Regions from separate parts of the Sus scrofa genome. Here region 1 is linked to region 2. The links are chromatin contacts, called in public HiChIP or PLAC-seq maps. All regions are on one chromosome and are shown on one strand. Each heading gives the region's core, a stretch centred on a gene start, on an enhancer-like site or on the middle of the called end of the contact. The rest is flanking DNA. Distances are from core to core; before and after follow the strand shown.

Evidence for each region. HiChIP or PLAC-seq counts read pairs in DNA pulled down with a chosen protein or histone mark.
Region 1: an H3K27ac HiChIP or PLAC-seq map of skeletal muscle shows a contact between it and region 2, with 2.3 times the contacts expected there. The contact joins two enhancer-like sites. A contact is called at or near these places in 1 of 47 Hi-C or Micro-C datasets (embryonic fibroblasts) and 1 of 2 datasets of contacts at active chromatin or transcription factors (skeletal muscle).

The regions. Positions count from the first base shown.
Region 1 is chr6:110,369,190-110,371,889 of Sscrofa11.1, reverse strand. All of the region lies in intron 2 of LOC110261185 (a long non-coding RNA gene), which reads left to right. Among named protein-coding and RNA genes, the nearest start is that of ZNF521, 250 kb to the right of the region's middle. Within about 2 kb of position 1,414, at least 7 of the 83 cell types and tissues checked have an H3K27ac peak or open chromatin away from gene starts, as enhancers often do. A contact at or near this core is called in skeletal muscle, where this site is marked.
Region 2 is chr6:110,003,790-110,006,552 of Sscrofa11.1, reverse strand. All of the region lies in intron 2 of ZNF521 (zinc finger protein 521), which reads left to right. Among named protein-coding and RNA genes, the nearest start is that of ZNF521, 120 kb to the left of the region's middle. Within about 2 kb of position 1,337, at least 33 of the 83 cell types and tissues checked have an H3K27ac peak or open chromatin away from gene starts, as enhancers often do. A contact at or near this core is called in skeletal muscle, where this site is marked.

The DNA.
Region 1 (2,700 bases), core at 165-2,664, 370 kb before region 2:
CCATTCTCTGTGCAGTCTTCGATGTCACAGAAACCCAGATGTTTAATAACATGTGTTTTTGAAGCTGTTGATAATGAAATTGTGGAATGGAAAGTCTCTCTGTTCCAGACCTGGTCTTATTCAACATCCTGCCTGCAACCCCCCGCCACACTTCATTTTTATCTGCCATGGTAAACGTGCTGAGGATACCTGTGGACAGACACCCAGGCCAGGAAAAGGCAGTATTTGTGTAGTTGTCTTCTAATAAGGTCAAAGGCTCAATGTATTATACAGCTCTGCGGGCAGCCAGGCTCATTAGAGCAGGAGTGGGCTGTGAGGTCTGTGTAGGATATTCAGAGGCAGGGGTTTGATTCGGGGTCTGTGCTTAGTGGGTGTCTGGGAGTCTCTCTGCAGAACTTGAATTGGGAGTGGGGGGAGCACCGAAGAAGCTGAGCACCCGGGAGCCCTCAGGGCCTTTGCCCTTCTGAATCTAAGGTTGGATTTCTCTCCTGTGTTAGCTAAAGCTGGAAGCAAAGCAAAATGCAACGACTCTGGTGCTATTTGTAAACCCCTGGTCTCTCCTCTTTACCAAATCACTGCTTTCCAGGTTGGCAGTGGGTTTTCCTGCCGAGCATAGACTACTGAGGGCAGGTGAGCAAGGGCGTTGGGCAAGAGGAGAGCCAGCAGGTTGTATTTTGGTGCACATAATGAATAGTGTGAGGCAAGGAGCTCAAGGCCAAAGCCTGACAGGCTGACAGGCCTGATTGTCATTTGCATGAGCCGAGCTCGGCAAGTGGAAGTGACTGAGAGAGTGATTGATTTGTTTTGCTGAGGCTCCTTTGTGGTCTTCTGGGTGGATTTCTGGCCCCACCTCTCAGCCTCAAAGCCCTTGCTTTGCCTGCTGTTGCTGTTTTATTTGGGGGTAATGAAAATTTGTTATAAGCCTTCCCTTTCATCTGTACGTGGCAGGCTGTCACAGAGAAACGAGCCATTCTGCAGTCTCACTCCTGTCCAAATTGCTAAATGTTTTTTTTCCAATTGCTTCCCTAATGGGCCGGGATAATGGAAGCGGCATGCTCTTTGCCCACGCCGGAGATGCCAGCGCATTTGTCCAACGCACATGTGTGGTGGGCACCAGGCCCCTCTGTCTGTGGCCGGCCAGTCCCTGGCAGCTGAGGGCCAGCTCGTGCACCTGCCCCTTGCCCTGGAAGCCACTAGGGGCTCAGCACCCAGGGATGTGGCCCCTGGTCTGGCCCTCGCAGCTCAGCCCTCTCTGCAGGTGAGGCTCTGCCGAAGGGGGCGGGTGATCCAGGCCAGAGCTCCAGACCCAGAACCACTAATGGACCAGCCAGGCTAGTTTTTTATGGACTCCAGTTGCTGCTTTTCAGAGGGGCGGGCCCCAGAGCTCCCCATGGCCGGCTGTTCCGTGGGCTGGATGCTCAACTGTGGCTGACCCACAGCTTTATGAGCCTAAGTGCTTATCCAGGAACAGAAGTGAGGAGGTTGTGTGTGATAAGAAAATAATTTGCCAAAACTGCAACAATAAAGAGGGCCTGGTGGGATCTCTTATGGTATGAATAGCCCCAAGCAGCTGCAGATTTCTCTCTGCTTTCACAATTATTTTCATTTTTATAACAACTAAAAGCTAAATGCCTTGTACAAGCCTGGTGAATCTTGCTTCAGCTTCCAACCCAACATTTCTTTTTTTCTTTCTGGGAATCTTAACATCCACACAGCCTGGACAGAATGTTCCTTGGCATCATGGCTTCAGCTGGTCTGCTCCTTGGCCCACTGACAAGTGCTGCATAGCTTTCTCTAATGTTGCACACCCCCAAACAATCCCCTCACACAGAGCTCCAGTTGCACCCTCTGGGGCTCTGGAACAGGTGCTCCTATTACAGAATTCTGGAGGCTGGGAGCTCTTCATCAGAAACCAGTGCCTTGTAAATCACAGCAGTTGCTCCGTTGACAGGGGACAGGCGCTTCACTTGAGCACGAATGAAGCAAGCACATTCCTGCCTCTTCTGCTTCCTGTATGCAGAAGGCACCTCTAGCACTTACTGAGTATCCCCATATTTCTTTTTGGGGTACTGAGTGTTACAATTAGTCACATTTATTAAACATCCTTTACAAGCAAGTACCAACACTAGGTACCTAGGCTATATTATGTAGAAGATTGGCCTTGGAGTTGGACAGAAGAGGTCCAGCTCTTGGCTGCATCAGGAAGTAGCTGTGTGGCCTAAATTCCTATCTCCTCTAGAACCCACCTCACTGCACTATAGGTGCTACTATTAAATTAAATGAGAAAATAAACATAGAGCCTCTGAGAGGGTACTTGGCACCTTATTATTAGCACTTGATACATGTTAGCTATAATTACTACATTTATTTTTTTCTGAGCACTTTCTGTCTACTTGGGAATATACATGTGCAACATAGAATGCTAGCAAGAGACAGTGTGTAATAAAGGAATATACTAAGTGAGTGATGAAGATAACAAAAGCTGTGGTAGAGGTAGAGGCCATCACTTAGGGATGATTTCCCAAATTTATCTCATGATTAGAATCTCCAGGGGCATTTATTAGAGCCACCAATTCCAGGACCCTCTCTAGAAATTATGATTCATTCAATCAAGGCTGGGCCTTGGAATCAGTTTAGAAGCCTTTATGGCTATGAAGACATTTTTACAAAGATGATCCTAGAAGAACATGGTCCAGAAGA
Region 2 (2,763 bases), core at 88-2,587:
CATGATACTGAGTCCCAGAAGGGCAGTTTAGGGAGTACCCTGCCCTTACAGTGAATGAACTCAGGTAGCAGAAGGACGTCAGTGAGCCACCTTCTTGTGTGCCCAGCCCTACGAAGACCTAAACGTATTGGGAGTTTCCTTCACTTCAGAGATTCCGATCGCTTCTTTAACATCTGCAGTGAGTCGATTTACTTTCTTTCTTTCTCCTTAGTAATCCCAGAATTGCCCATATTGTTGGAGTCAACATTCTAAAAGGCTTGGTCCCTGCCCTCCGGAAGCGCATACCTTACCCTAAGACTAAGACATGCTTACGTGGTGCCAAAAAAGCTTTGGCATCACCCCAAACCTTCCTGCACATCTTCTCTTCTTCCTCTTTTGATCTTATTTTTCTATCGGCTATTTCAGTTGGACTCGAAAAGCCAAAGAATGACCAGGACCTCAGCATTTTTCTCCCGCAATGACGGGCTGTAAAGGGACATTATCAGCCCCCCATTTGGCCACCCAGCAACCCTGTCCGGGGACTGTTGGTCTGTCCATCCCCCAACAGCCAGGATGCAATCAGAGCCAACCTTTGCCCTCCCCTTCAAGCTCTAAGGTTGGCACACAAGGGGCCGTGGCTCAGGTCACAGAGGTATTTGTGCTCTGGTGTCTTTTTCTCTCTGTGCAGTATCTCCTTCTAGGATGACTTCACTTTTCTGTTAGTGAGCACTTTCCCCCATAAATCTGAGCGAACAGGTGTTGCTCCGCTGCTAACTGAGTTTCCAGCTGTCCTCCTCCGACGCAGACCCAGCAAAATCTGTTGTTTCGTCCTTTCAGGCAGACTAGAGAACCATCAAGCCTGAGATGGAGGTCTTCCTTGCAGGATATGGCAGTTTTGTTGCCAGAAGATGGTCGGGAAAGCCTGGCTGGCTAACAAAGGCAGGCCTTCAGTGGCTGGGTGTAGTTCCAGATCTGCATCCCCTTTGGCAGGAGCACAGAGGCTGCTGCAGTGTGGCCAGCCAGCAAAATTAGGAAATAAGGACCTCTTTTATTTACTCAGGCTGCTGAATCATGGGCATTCCTGTCTGCTTGGAGAAAAGTCAGGCGGCTCTCCTTTCCACTGAAAGTCTCAGGAGTGTTGGAGACTTTCATCTCCGAGTGTTCACACACTTGTTTTAATGTGCTTTATGGAAATGGTGAAACTCGGCAAGTACAGTTGCTGTAGAAAAACATCTGCACTAACTATGCACACACATTTGCATCTTTAAATAGACTTTTAGGCCACAGAGCTGGTTTCCAGCAAAGTTGTTTTGTTTTGTTTTCCTTCCTGTTGTAAGAGCTATAGCTCTTCGAGACAGAGTCAGCTAGTGTGAAGTGACTGATTCCAAAAATTAAAATTTAACATGGCCATGTTAAGTACTTCACAGTGAAATGCGGAAAACTTGCCATAACACAGAAAGACATTCCTGTAAGTAGCACTTAGTGAGTGCTGAAGGGAAAAAAAGTTCAAGTTGACTCAGTAAGGGGAGCTGAAAGACTCCTCCATGGTTTCTTCCATATGAGAAAAAGAACTCGAAATCGTGGAAGTCTGCATTACCCAGTTAAGCACAGTGTGTGCTGTGACTGCCAAAAAACTTAAGGTAATGGGGATGGGTACCTTCTAAAGACTTAGGCAAATCTCAAAGGATTCTGGCAACACCACCACCACCCACGGAAGTCTTGGGCGATTCTGATCCCCTTAAAGCGTGGTCCAACACCCCTGGGAATTTTGTCAGTGAGTTCCCTGTGCATCTCAGGAAGATAGGTTCATCTATATACTAGGGGTGAACACTATACAATGTAGATTTTTGTAAAAGAAACCAGCCTATTATGAAACCTTTGCTTGTTTTTCTTTTTTTTTTTTCTTTTGTCTTTTTAGGAGCTGCACCGGCAACATATGGAGGGTCCCAGGCTAGGGGTCCAATTAGAGCTGTAGCTACCAGCTACACCACAGCCACAGCAACACGGGATCTGAGCTGTGTCTATGACCTACATACACCACAGCTCACGGCAACGCCGGATTCTTAACTCACTGAGCCACTGAGCGAGGCCAGGGATCGAATCTGTGTCCTCATGGATGCTAGTCGGGTTCATTAACTGCTGAGCTATGATGGGAACTCTGTGCTTATTTTTCTAAAAGTAGCATTCCCTGCCCAAACCTTTCACTTGTGCTCAGTAAACCAGCCTAAGCCATATAAATGAGGTAGGTGATTTCTGTGTATTACAAAGGCACATCATCTGTGATCATTATGGTTTCTTTTCCCCAAGATCAAGTAATAGAGACAGGAGAGAGAGAGGAAGAGTTTGCTAGCTCCCTTGAATCTTGGTTCAAGTACAAACTTGATCCTAACCCTCAGCTCCCTTGACAGTGTCGTAGGAATTTACAAGCTTAGAAGAACAGTTATGTAATAGGTATAGTCAGGCATGGCCCACAGACAAGCACCTGATTTAAGCATGGTATCAGGGTTTGCACACTATTTTTAATGGTCTATTGCTCTATAATTCTTGGCGCATTTGTATAATAATATATCATGCCTGGACACAATCTGCAATTTAATAATAAATTCACTTGCTACATTTTCAGGCTCAATAGTTCCATTCTTTCAGTGTAGATGCATGACAAATTCTGATTCACTGTTTTCTCCAACTAATTCTTCATTGTACAAACGAGATGATGTGTTTGAAAATATTTTTTAAGTGAAACAACAGGATGTAAGCCTAAACAATAAATGTGTGAAAAGTGGT